Linked DNA regions of Mus musculus: region 2 is linked to region 1. Evidence: chromatin contacts called from public Micro-C data. All regions are on one chromosome and are shown on one strand. Each heading gives the region's core, a stretch centred on a gene start, on an enhancer-like site or on the middle of the called end of the contact. The rest is flanking DNA. Distances are from core to core; before and after follow the strand shown. Region 1 overlaps Abce1 (ATP-binding cassette, sub-family E (OABP), member 1). Region 2 holds the start of Gypa (glycophorin A).

Region 1 (6,474 bases), core at 3,876-6,375:
CACACAAAACCCAACCGATACAGTCTTTATAGTTGGTGCCTAAGTATCTGGATTTTAGGGTTTCGGTTTTAATTTTGTTTTGAGACAGCTTGTCGTCCTATAGCCCAAGCTGGCCTCAAATTAGGTATCCAAGGACAACCTTGAATTTCTCAGCCCACTACCTAGGCTTGGATTACACAGTGCTGAGGATCAAACCCAGGGCTTTGTGTGTGCTAGGCAAGCACTCTAACAACTGAGCTACATCCCCAGCCCTACATATTTAGACTCCAGAGTCTTCTGTTGAGCAACCAAGGACAACCTAAAACAACTTCTCCAGTGAGTGCAGGGAAATAGCAATACAAAGTGTCCATTGCTGCAGTGCATACTCATTTGTTGGATACAAAGGACATTATCCACATTTTACTAATATGCCAAACTGGAATTATGAGGAAGGTGGATTACAATGAACAGGGCAGGCAGAACAGGAAAATTAGAAAGTATTTGACAAGACTTTAGAACTTTAAATAATAGGTCTGATTAATTTGCAGACAATGATAGAAAGTTTGTTTTGACTGATACCCATTAGGCTTTCTAAAAATGAATTTATATAATCCATAAATATGTATCTGTTGTAAAGGAACACAAAGTATATGGAATAAAATCTCCCTTTATCAGTTTCTGAGCTTACCGGTGTGTGGTCATTCTTTCCTTCACTATGTACTTAATCTTGTTATGGGAATATACTAAAATATATTTGTGAATATTACAGATACAAAGTTCATCCACCTTAATGCTAATGACAATATGTGAATAAGAGTATTTTTGTGCAAATGAAATTTGAAAATACAAAATCAGATATTAAACTTTTTTTGACTTCTTTGAGACAGGTTTCTTTATAGATTGGCTGTCCTGGACTTAAGAGACCCACCTGCCTCTGCCTCCTGAGTGCTGGGGTAGAATGCACGTGCCACCACTGCCCAGCCAGATACTAAAACTTTGACATAGCAGTAGGAAGGCCTATGCTGCTAACAGGAGTTTGTCAAAGTGCAGAGTTTGGCTATCAAAAAGAGTACCACTGGAAATCTGTAATACTGAATGAACAAAGTCAAGTTGCAAAATAATTGCATAACTAGCTTTATCTGAAAACACTACAACATTAAAGCAAGATTAATATTAGGACAATTTGGTCAAAGTACAGGAAGAGCATATTTTTATTTTTACTTTGTGTGCATTGGTGTTTTGCCTGCTAGAAGGATGCCAGAAACCTTGGAACTAGAATACAGGCAGTTGTGAGCTGCCATGTGGATGCTGGGAATTGAACCCAAGTACTCTGGAAAAGCAGCCACCTACTGCTCTTGCAGAAGACCCAAGTTTGGTCCCAGCACCCACCAATGGTAGCTCATAACAGTCCCTAACTGCAGGCCTCTGTGGTGACCCATCCCCCAATACAAAATTTTACAAGAACCAAAGGGACAGTTAAAGATTCTATGTCACATCTCATTGTTTATCCCATCCATTTCGGGGGGAAAAGTTTGGCACAGACTGCAACCAGCCACAAGCCATGTTTTTTAAAAACAAAATCTCAAATCACTCAATTTTACCAATTAAGCCTGCTAGCTAAAATAGGGGGGAAAAGCAACCAGCTGACCTTCCTTCACAGTGCAAGTCCTAGAAGGAATGCCCACCTACTTCAAACTAAGTATCCCTCCCTTCTTCCTGTGTCTTATCTTCCTGACTCCTCCTTACTCTCTGGCTTTTTCTTAATAATCTTATGTTCACTTCCTGTTACAGGTTGCTTGCCCTGCCTCTTGATCTATGGTTAACTTTAATCCTGTTTACAACATTCAAGCAGAAAGCTCTTAGATTAAAGGTGTGGGCTGAGCCACACCACAACTAAAGACAGTTTTTATTTTTCCCAGTAAATAACACACTCTCAGGGTTCGCTGTGTGACTGAATATCCTGCAACACAAACAAGTTTTGCTCACCCCCATCTGGCTTCTCTATTAACCTGGACAATCCCCTAGCACACAACTGATTGGGAAATGCACTCCTTCCTCCCTACCCTCACTTCATCTGGATAGCTCAATCAAGTCAACTCATTCTCAGAAGACCTACATAGTAGGGCTGAAGAGATAGCTCGGTGGCAGAGCGCAAAGCTATATGGCTGCTATTGTAGCCGCTTTCTAAAATACACATATGAAAATAATGTGAATACAGTCACCTTATGAGACAATGCTCCTACTAGACATGCCACCAAGTAAACCTCAAGTGCCAGGAAAACAATGTCTTGAGCTATTGGCCAAAGGGTTCCCATAAACTGGGCAGTGATGGTGCAGGTTTTCAATGCCAGCACTTGGGAGGCAGAGCTCTATGAATTCAAGGCCAGACTGGTCTACAGAGCAAGTTGAAGGGCAACCAAGGCTAAACAGAGAAACACTGTCTCAAAAAATAATCAAAAACCAAAGGGGTCCCCATATATACCCCTACCAAACATCACAGGCTATTGCTATTGGCTATTCTGTACATGAGGGAAAAAAGGGCTCTATTGCTGATAGCACCTGTAAAAGGAACATGCAGAAAGTGAGTTGGTGCCCAGCTATAAGCTTCACCCCTACTGACTAGTGTTCTGGGTGCTGGAAGGTACTCTGCATTACCATCAGAGAAGAGTAGCATCATCAGCTGCAAACCCAACAACCTCCAACAGGGACCACCTGTAAAGTGACTGGTACAGTAGGGGAACAAATGTTATGGGAGTAACCATTTGTTTTATTTGCGTGTGTATTCACACACATATGCCATTGCAGGAATTCCTTTCACCATGCAGATCCCAGGAATTGAACTCAGCTCAATTTAAGGCTCAGCAGCATATATTCTTTCTCTAAGCCATCTACCACATTTTGGTTACAGTTAAAGTCTACTCCATGAGGAATCCATACGTGGCACTGCAAAAGCAAAGAACTGAGAGTTGACAGATCATGAGACCTAGGGAGAAACTTGGTTATTCTACTAAAGGAAAAAAGCAGTAAAACAACTAATAACCTAATGCTACAGATCCCTGCGTTGCTCCACCCCTTGTGGGGCTTTTCCCAGTGGATAACTAGGGGACACTCCACAACTGGTCAATGTGCAGAGACTCTGGAGCACTCATTAGGTATTGACCCCTGCTGGGAAAGGGAAAGTGTCATCTCCAATACTGTGCCACTGGTCTATCAACCACATGCCAGGCAGGGACATTTTTGTGTTACTGCAGCTCTTAATTTTTTTCCGTTTTTGTTTGGAACAAGAATTTGGGTGAGTGGGGATATAGGGAGGACCTGCATTAAACTGGAAAGAATATTACCAAAATATATTGGATGAAAAATGAATTTGACCGACCGGCTCCCTGGAGGGCGGCGCCGACGCCCGGGGTGGGGACTGCGCGGGCGGCCGCGGGCGGAGCACAGAGAGGCGCGGAGGAGCGCGGCAGGTCGAGCGCCGGGAGCGAGGTGGCTCAGACATGGACCGCGGCGAGCAAGGTCTGCTGAAGACAGAGCCAGTGGCCGAGGAAGGAGAGGATGCTGTTACCATGCTCAGTGCTCCAGAGACGCTGACGGAAGAGGAGCAAGAGGAGCTGGGGCGGGAGCTTACTAAAGTGGAAGAAGAAATCCAGACTCTGTCCCAAGTATTGGCCGCAAAAGAGAAGCGTCTCGCTGAGCTCAAGCGGAAGCTTGGCATCTCCTCGCTTCAGGAGTTCAAGCAGAACATTGCCAAAGGGTGGCAAAGACGTGACGGCAACCAATGCATACAAGAAGACATCTGAAACTCTATCGCAAGCTGGACAGAAGGCCTCCGCTGCATTTTCATCGGTTGGCTCAGTTATCACCAAAAAGCTGGAAGACGTGAAAAACTCCCCAACTTTCAAGTCATTTGAAGAAAAAGTTGAAAATTTAAAGTCTAAAGTAGGAGGAGCCAAGCCTGCTGGCGGCGATTTTGGAGAAGTCCTGAATTCCACAGCCAACGCTACCAGTGCCATGACCACAAAGCCTCCTCCAGAACAGACAGCCCCAGAGCTGCCGACCTGTGTCCTGCTGCCCACTGCAGGTGCTGCCGGCGACAGCCAAGCACATCTTGACAACGCTCATGGCTGCGGATTTCCACCAGATGTGCTTTTATTTAGCTTTACTTATTTCTTTGACCAAATAGTTGATGAATGAAACAAAGTGAAATCACTTGACCTCCACTCCAGGGAAACACTGTTAGCATGCATGGAAGGCCCTTTGTATAGGAAACAGCATCATAGAGCCTCTGGTAGATCCCTGCAGGCAACTACTGTGTTTCTCCTTAAAATCACTGTACATCTGGATTCTAGTTTTATCTTTCTTTACTATCTACATGAATCATTGTTTTTGGGTCTCTGTACACTTAATCAATTTCTAACAAACTGTCCTTTTCTAAATTCTGGTTATTAAGTCTTGGAATTATTTCATTCCTTTCAAAGGAGAAACTACCAGCTACATTTTTTTTCTCGGATAAACAGTTCTATGAGGACCATATCTTGGGTTTCTAAAGACACCAGACTAAAGTAGACAGGTGTGTATGCAGTTCTACAGTTCTGTAAATTAAAAACATGCAGACACTCAAACTTCCAGTGGGGAGAGTGTGGGTCCTGCTCCTGCCTTGGTAACTGTCATTTGTAGCTACATCTATTTGAGCATATCAGTTATTTATTATACCATTCTCACACATTTTTTTTACAAGATTAAAATTTAATTTCAGGTAAATTGAGAGAATAACATTGTGAGTTAAGTATATGATATTACAGTAAGTTGGAATGTTCCCACATTCATCACTGATAATTCCAAAAGTCTAAAAATCTTTAGGTCTATACAGCTATAAAAATGCTAAAAAAAAAAAAAAATTCACCTTAGGGGAAATTACTGCCTCCATTAAATCCATTTAACACCTTTAGGAAGCACAGAAAGTTCTATGAGAAATACAACTTGAATATTTCTTATACTAAGGGATTGTTGATAACTCCGAAGGCTGTGAGGCGTTACTACGACTGAGCTTACAGGCAGTTCCTGTTCTCAGTGTGTTAGTGCCTGAGCTGTACTGTATGTAGATTTGTTCCCACTCTAACAACTGTCGGGGCTGTGAGTCAAAGCTTCCCAGTGGCTCTGCTAAGCCCGTTAACTGTGGTCACTCCTGACTCACTCCTGCTTCCTTTGCTGTATATGTTTATGGCCTATGAGATTGTATCTGTTACTTCTTTCTCTATTGTGGTTTTACCAGTGTCCATGCCAAATGTTAACTGCCAAGCTTGGAGTGAACTAAAGCCTTTTTCAGAGCATGGCTAGATTTAATCGAGGTTTCTGCAAACCAGAATTGAAAAGCCACAGTGTCGGTTGTCACAAAATGACATGCTGCCATTCCTGGTTGCTGCTCGGATGCAATGGAAACTATGCTTGATTACATGTGAAAATCATAATAAAGTCTGTGTCTCAGTAAAAAAAAAAAAAAAAAAAAAAGAATTTATATGACTGTGCACATGGCACACGCCACCCCCCCACCCCCCCTCCCCCACACAAGTGTATCATTAGGTCAGATGCACAGGACTTGAATTCCTGCACTGAGGCAGAGAGGCAGGTGAAATTTGAGTTTCAGGCAAGCCAGGGATATAAACTGTAAAGCACAAAGCACAATGCTTGCTTTGTAGCAAGTGCCCATGTCAGGCTGACTTACTTGCCTTTAATTCCACCTCTAGGAAAATGGCCTCAAAGGGCACCTGCACTCATGCAGTCATTCACATACATAGTCTTTAAGAAAAAAATTAATCTGAAAAAAGAAAACCCTCATATAGCTTGCTGCCTATACATCAAGTATTTGCCCTGAATAAGTGTTATTTTCAGTTCTACTTCTGAAAAAAACAGTTCCCTAAAAAAGTTCATAATTAGCAAAATGACTATTCTTGAGTAAAATTACTTAATAATGAACATGCACTTAAGAATTTTTTTTCAGGGCCAGGGATATAATTCAAAATAGACCACCTGCCTAAAATGTGCAGTTTGCATTTTACTTCCCAGGACTGCAAAATGCAAACAGGGTTCAAAGTACTTCAGTTAATCTGATAACATTATTTCTGTTTCCAATTTGTTCAGTCTTTAGAAAACACCTTCCTGAACTTTTGGGGACTGGGGACGCGCACACACACACACACACACACACACACATACACACACACACAGCCTGGGTCTTCTGCATCCCTCTTGAGTGTACTGAAAGGGATGGGGCGCACACACACACACACACACACACACACACACATACACACACACATACACACACACACAGCCTGGGTCTTCTGCATCCCTCTTGAGTGTACTGAAAGGGATGGGGCATACATAGCCTTTCTCGTCCAGCCACTTACACTGCCGGTACATACGCCGCCACTGACGAGCTCCATCAACTGCTCTAACCTTTGCAGTGCAGAACATAAAAGGGAACCAGCACTAATA
Region 2 (7,117 bases), core at 3,644-6,143, 810 kb before region 1:
TTGAGTGTGAGAAAGAAAACCATCACAGCATATTCATCGAGCTCCTTGGCTGGGGTGTAATTACCTAAATGCAAATAACTCCACACCAGGCCACTTTGACCAATTGTCTCTGTATCTTTCACCGCTGTTTAGTGAGAATATGAATAGTGTATACATTGTATCAATGCTGACCACATTAAATGAGCACGTTCAGTGTTTTAACAGAATAGGAAAACTGATCCTGAAATACCCATGGAATTAAGAGGTCCAAACAGCTAAAACAGCACTCAAGAACACAGTCTGGAGATTCAAACTTCCTAAGTTCAAAACTCACGACAAAAACAAACAAACAAACAAACAAACAAACAAAAAGAAAAATTGCAGTGTTTACATAGAGTTTGCCCTAGTGGACAGACACAAAGATCAGTGGCACAGGGTTTACATCCAGAAGGGAAAGTCATATTTTCAATCACCTGGACAGGCACACTGCAAAGTACATTTTCTTCATATCAGAAAGAAAATTAGTAGTTACTATGGTGCTGCGGGCATGGGAGTGGGAAGTGACTGAAAATGAGCCTGACTGCTTTTTGGAATAATGAAATGTTCTGAAGCCAGACCATGGTGATAAATACACATCACTATGTGTGGAGCAAACACCTAAGAAGGAATCATGGTGAACGTTATCTCAGGCACATCTCATGCTGATAAAAAAAAATTAAGTGACTGCTTTTTGGGGGAGGTGGTGGTAGGACATTGGTTAATTGTGAGGATACTGTATTGAAACTGTCCAGATTTGCACTGCATTGTGTCTGCTCACTGGCTTCAGATAAATTTTCAAAACATTTCAAATTCCCAGTTTGATTTTCATCTGCAAATGGAATACTGACTGCACAGAACTGGTAGAAAAATTGATTGGGGCTTGGGTCAGGATTCAGTAAAAACTCCTTACAAAGTCTCATTTTCTTTGAACAAATACACAGTGTTTAAATATACATGGCAACCCTATCCAACAAAAACCAATAGAAGGCAATTCTCTTTGGAGATAGTTTCTGTGAAGTAGGACACCTGCCTTTGTAGCCTTGGATGGAGAGGGCCAACGGATTGGTAATAGCACTGAGCATGTATGCTTGCTACCTGCATGGGAACTGCTTGGAAATGTTGACAAAGTGATGCTAAGGCTAGTGCTGCTCAACGAAGATTTCTCTTTTCACCTTTACTGGAAGAAAGACAGCAAACCCCCTTTTACTTATATCCACACACATTACCAGGCACTAAATTATTCTTCCCTGAATTGAGTGGGCTGGTTTCCTGAATTCTGTCAAGTTCATTGTTTAAATTGCCCAGTGTCTTTGTTCTATACACCTTAGAGGAAGTTCAGGCCAGCTGCTGAACTTGAGCCTGATCTAAAACATCTCAGGACATGTCTGAGTAGGAGATAAGGGCTAGATCTCCTCTCACAGACCTTTGCTGAGGTGCCCATGGGGCAAGGAAACGGGGGGGGGGGGGGAAGCTAGGTAATACTTGGGGCGAGGGACATTCACGGCTACGAATTAGGCATTGGCCCAAACACCACCTCATTATGTTATGGTTCAAGCAGAGGGGTGGCCTGAGGTTTTATTACAGCCATTTTTGATACTTTTAGTTAACAGAAGGTGTGAGGATGAATATCTACCTCACAGTAGAGACAAACTCACTGAAACACTAAAAGGAGAGAGTGCCACCAAGCCCTGCCTGACATGACCACTGTGACTCCTTGCTCTGTCCTCTGCTGCTTCACCAGGAACCTCTAAGCTGATTCTAACGACCACAGCACAGTGAGCATCGTCATGTGTCTTCTCCACTGTAATGCAAGCTCTGCTCGGGATAGGCTTCCTAAGACACAGCGGTTGTGTTCGTTCATTTTGATTTTCTAAATCTTTTAAATGTTTCTTCAGTGTACAATGTGACTGATTCTCTTTGCAGAAAAATTTCTGCTTAGGAAAAATCCTCAGGGACAAGAGATTCAGGAACCTACCCCCAGAGACAACCATTGGAGTGTCTGTTTGATTTGTTTTTTTTAATGTCAGTTCATTAACCCCAGAAGACATTGCATATACATCTTACTAGGGATTCAGATAAAATACTAATGGCTACAAACCTATTATGCAAAAATGCAGAACCTACCTGGTGTTGACATTGTTGCTGAATGCTGATTTGGGTTACCTACAGTTGAAGCCACCACAGGAGTGGTTATTTGAAGAAGAGAATCTGTACAGAAAAGAGAGAAGTTAGATAAAATGCTTCCCACAGCCCACAGGGGACTGCCATCTCACCTCCAGTTACGATGGTTACTTTTTAAAAACACATTTATTGATTTTTATTTTATGGGGATGAGTGTTTGCTTCTGTGTGTGTGTGTGTACCCCTTTATGTACCTGGTGCCTGTGGGAGGCAGCAGTGGCAGGAGATCCTCTAGAGCTAGAGTTACAGACAGCTGTGAGCTGCTATGTGGGTTCTGGAAACGCTAGTTTTCAAGAGCAACAAGTGCTCCTCACTATGGAAATGTGTAATATGCACCTATGTTTTATAGCTCCTACCTGATCCTGACAATGATGGTGAATGCTCTTCTTGGTAATGTTGACTTGAAGGTATATGGAAGGTGGTTGTAAGAGAATGACCTGTAAAGAAAAATCAGGAAAGTTATTCTAAATATGCTTCCCACAGCCTGCAGAGTGGCATAAGATTAGTCAACTATTTGTCTGGCAGAAGGTCACAATGCTGGTGGAGTCCCAAAGAGGCATCAGACACCTTAAGACTGGAGCTGCAATGGTTGTAAGCTGCTCTGGAGGATCTGGGAACAGAACTCAGGGCCTCAGCAAGAGAACAAGGACTCTGAGTTATAAAGCTATCTCGCTAACTTTTTGCTTTGACACAGGTCATGCTATGTAGACCAGACACACAGAGATCCTCCTGCCTCTGCCTCTGAGTGCTGGGATCACAGCATGCTCCCCAGCTGCAACAGGTATTCTTTAAAAAAAGAAAAAAAGTTCTGAGGATGTGGAATAAAAGTAAACTTTATAAAGAAGTCACTGTCGCAACATTGTGGAGACCCCAAACATATTACACAGTCAGTCATTCTATCCGTGGCTATATATTGAAAGGGTGTGAAATGAGCACCCAAAGATACCTGATATCCACATGTTCTGCTGATCACAGCTCTAGTCGGGTGGACTGAAATACAAAGGCAGCCAGGGACCTCACATGATACAGAGACATCATGGTGTACTACTATGGCTAGTCATGGCTACCATAGCGAGCACCTATTTTAATGGTACTTAGCTCAGCCCTTATGCGGTTATTACGAGATCAGTATCAGCATTGCCTGCATTTTATAGATGAGGCCAAGATAGGGCCAATGATTTGCCTCAGGTATACCAGACTTAGATTTGAATTCACTTCTGTTTCTTGTGCCCGTGTTCCTTTTTTTTTTTTTTAGCAATCTCTTTTTTTCTTCTTCTTTTTTTAATTAGGTATTTTCCTCGTTTACATTTTCAATGCTATCCCAAAGGTCCCCCATACCCACCCCCCCAATCCCCTACCCACCCACTCCCCCTTTTTGGCCCTGGCGTTCCCCTGTACTGGGGCATATAAAGTTTGCAAGTCCAATGGGCCTCTCTTTGCAGTGATGGCCGACTAGGCCATCTTTTGATACATATGCAGCTAAAGACAAGAGCTCCCGGGTACTGGTTAGTTCATATTGTTGTTCCACCTATAGGGTTGCAGTTCCCTTTAGCTCCTTGGGTAATTTCTCTAGCTCCTCCACTGGGGGCCGTGTGACCCATCCAATAGCTGACTGTGATCATCCACTTCTGTGTTTACTAGGCCCCACATTGTGCCCGTGTTCCTAACGCTTGCCTCATACCCTCTGCCAGGGAGACTGAATCTCACCCAGTGTCCTACAGAGAGCTCAGCACTTCTCTGCTGTCCACCCTGACTCAGGCCGTAGCTGTGCCATGGATGAAATATGCTCCCCCCCCCCTCGCCTGGGCTATGTGTTTCTAACACAGAGTCACTCACTGTGTTTGAGAGAACATGGCTTAAAATATCCTCAGGAGGCCAAAAGTAAGGCTACTTTAAAATATTTTATTTTATATTATATTATATTTATTTTATTTTATATTATATTTATTTTATTATATCAATTTATCTTAATAATTTTTAAAATTTAAATTTCGATTAAAATTTTAAAAATATTAAATTAAAATTTTAATTATTTTAATAAATTAAATTATTTTAATAAATTAAATTAAATTATATTAATTTATTTTAAAAACATATTACTTTGGATTCAGCCCAGCCATAGAGCAATTAGAAAGGTTTTTGTGGTTATTGTTGTTTTTGTTGTTGTTTTCTTAGTAACAGTAGTAACAGTTCCACAAAGAGAAACCCCTCAGTTTCATGCTGACAGCTTGTCTCCTCTCAGCAGGAGAAACTGGTTATACTAGTTTTGAAAAAGAAAGGGCATAAGTCTACCCTAACCTTCACCAGTTAACCTTAGCTTAGAAATAAGTCTCTTCATAGCCCCAAGCGAAGTAACATGGTTATTTATGTAACGATATTACTTACACTTGATACAAGTTTACTGCTATCTAGGGTTAGAATCAAAGGCATTTCTTAGACTGGGGAACTGCTATTCAGGCACAAATGGTTGTGGGCTGCAGTGTGCCACTCCTGTCCCTAGCTGAATCCTATTTAAACACACCCTCCAGACTGAAACTGAATGTACTACTCAGTCATTGGTTCAGTTAAGTAAGAAAACCAGCATTGGGGCAATTCATAGTTTAAATAAGTCATCGAGAATAAAATATCATCAAGCTGAAAATATTCACTCACCTGATGTTGTCACAGCAGCTGTGCTCTCGGTCATACTGGGAGTGTCTGTCAGCCTTAGGAAGGCCTTGCCTACCTCCTGGTATCTCTCAGGCCCACCTTCCCGGGGCCTCTATCCGTTGACACACATTGGCTAGCATTTAAATGATGCAACATTATTTAGTGTCTGTTAATAAAGATAACTAGAGGTCTGCATAACTGCGAGGACCAGAGTGGAATTAAAATCTTTGTTCCAAAGAATTGCCTGCTGTGTTAAATTTACTTCATGTAAACGAAGTGAGCACCACAAGGCAGCACCAAGGACCACTCAACTGGACATAGAGACTGCAGAGGTCAGGGCAGGCGCTGGACTTGGAGAGTAGGAGTGTTTCTAATGCGGGGGTCCCTATGATCCCTTAAGAAAGTGGCTTCTTGTGTACGAACTGCATGCATTGAAAACTTTACACAATGTTTGCGAACTCTGAGGTTTGAAAGGCTGTCAAGCTCGTGACAGCTCAAAGAGTAATGAAAGAAACGTGAGTCGGGAGAAATCTTCCAGGAAAGTGGAATTCGAACTGAACTGCAGTGTCCGTGTGGCTATAAAAGCAGTTACGTGCTTTACAATGCTTTAAAATGCTCTGTTGCTCAGTGACCGTGAGGCAATCCCCAAATAACAAAAGTAAACGCTAGAAAACAAGACCAGGCAAACCCCAGTCACCCTGAAAGCATAAAGGGAGTGTGTGTAGCGCTGAGCAGAAGCAGGAAGCCCGACCACAGCGGAGACAAACTCCAGGCAGATACCGGCTTGGGCTCAGGACATAGGAGAAGAGTAGCTTTGATTCGAAAGTCTTTGGAAATCAGCCCTTATTAAGCTGCGGAGCGGGAGCTGACCACCAGCTAATAGAGAATTGCGGTTCTTTCTGGTGTCCTTGATGCGTCCTCCCCTCCCCCCCCGCCCCCGAATTTAAAGAAATGCAAAAGCTGGTGGCTTCTCAGGTTGAAAATTCGAGTGTGTGGAAATGGAGACACGTGGCGACCTCTAGTGGCTGTTCTGCATAATAGAAACGAAATGTGGAAACAAAACAAAACAAGAAAACACAACTGGAGAAAACATCAAGTCTTTCCCTTCCTCTTCGTTGTCCAGGAGTATCATCAGGTCGTATCTATGACTTACATCCCACAAATGTGTCAGGCAAGCACAACTGTGTTTTGAGAATTTTGAGCCAGCGTCTGAAGATTAAACAATTGTGTTTGAGACATGCAATCTGACAGAGATCTCATCAGGTTGGTTCTGTATGTGCTTGGCTACTTTTCTCTAAGTAGTATTGGGCCAGTCACTGCAGCGCCATGCAGAAACACAAGCTACGATGTTGGAGAGGAGGAAAATAGTTTGGATCCTTGAGCTCTGTCCGACGTCTATCGTCCTTGTTTTAGCCGTTCATTTCTGCCTACGAGTATCTGCCAGCTACCTCTGCTTCAGATGATTGCTACAGGTGATTCCTGCCGATCTCAACAGGAGGGCGAGACTTTTATGGTTTTTTTTTTCCCACGGGAGTTCGCACCTTGTCTCTGTGTTCCTATAGAATGTTCAAACTACTTCCTGTTTTATTTTCTTCATCCAAATGCTTTTTTAAACTTAAGGAAACGCAAGATTATACACATATGACACTCAAAATGACCCACTTGGGGAGGAAGGGGGCAGACGCAAGAGCCAAGGAGTGGACAAGTTTGCAACATAGCCCATGCTTATTCCCATAGGAAGCTGTGAGATTTCTTTAAGGATGAATTTATTCATCATTGATCAAAAGGAGGTATACTTCAATTAAAAAACAGGGTATTAAATGGAAAAAAAACAAGATTATTCTTTGTTTTGTTTTGTGTGTGTGGTTTTGACAGGATAGTAAATGGAGACAAAAAAACAGATTAGTCTTTGCTTCTTTGTGGTTCTGACAGGCTTCAACTCAGGGATGAAAATGGAGGATGGATTGGGAAGAACGGAGGGAGGGGTCAGGATCCACAGCCAGCCTACCTGCTTTCTTGGCTTGAGTGGTCTGTGGGTTCCCAGGAAATGCCTGCTGGGGCTAGGGCATCAGATAATGCCATGAGTCCAGGGAGAGAGTTCTGGATGGAAAGATTTGTGTGATCCAATGAGGGCCATGGCAGGTGGTCTCTGCAGCATTAGAGATGAGACTGGGGATTAGATTTAGGACAGAGGTTGGCTAGATGAATGTCTGCAGTGAGTCTACTTGCTTCTCTGGTTATAGTTGTATATTGGAGTTTGGTGTTGGGAT

The links. Hi-C and Micro-C count contacts between places; a contact is called where the count stands out from the background.
Region 2: a contact with region 1 is called in a Micro-C map of trophoblast stem cells, with 6 times the contacts expected there. The contact joins the promoter of Gypa here to the enhancer-like site in region 1. A contact is called at or near these places in 15 of 39 promoter capture datasets (the 3T3-L1 cell line, the C10 cell line, the HPC-7 cell line and 10 more), 1 of 15 datasets of contacts at CTCF or cohesin (large pre-B cells), 1 of 484 Hi-C or Micro-C datasets (trophoblast stem cells), 4 of 115 datasets of contacts at active chromatin or transcription factors (acute myeloid leukemia, embryonic basal ganglia, embryonic midbrain and 1 more) and 3 of 9 other capture datasets (embryonic stem cells, liver and macrophages).

The regions. Positions count from the first base shown.
Region 1 is chr8:79,677,827-79,684,300 of GRCm38.p6, reverse strand. It overlaps Abce1 (ATP-binding cassette, sub-family E (OABP), member 1), which reads left to right. Exons shown (of 18, transcript NM_015751.2): 18 at 1-859. It also overlaps the pseudogene Tpd52-ps. Among named protein-coding and RNA genes, the nearest start is that of Abce1, 31 kb to the left of the region's middle. Within about 2 kb of position 5,125, at least 170 of the 459 cell types and tissues checked have an H3K27ac peak or open chromatin away from gene starts, as enhancers often do. A contact at or near this core is called in the HPC-7 cell line, acute myeloid leukemia, hematopoietic stem and progenitor cells and 2 more, where this site is marked.
Region 2 is chr8:80,491,821-80,498,937 of GRCm38.p6, reverse strand. It overlaps Gypa (glycophorin A), which reads right to left and starts at 4,893. Exons shown (of 8, transcript NM_010369.3): 1 at 4,851-4,893; 2 at 2,555-2,635; 3 at 2,143-2,226. The coding sequence starts at 4,884. RefSeq lists a cis regulatory region at 4,989-5,171.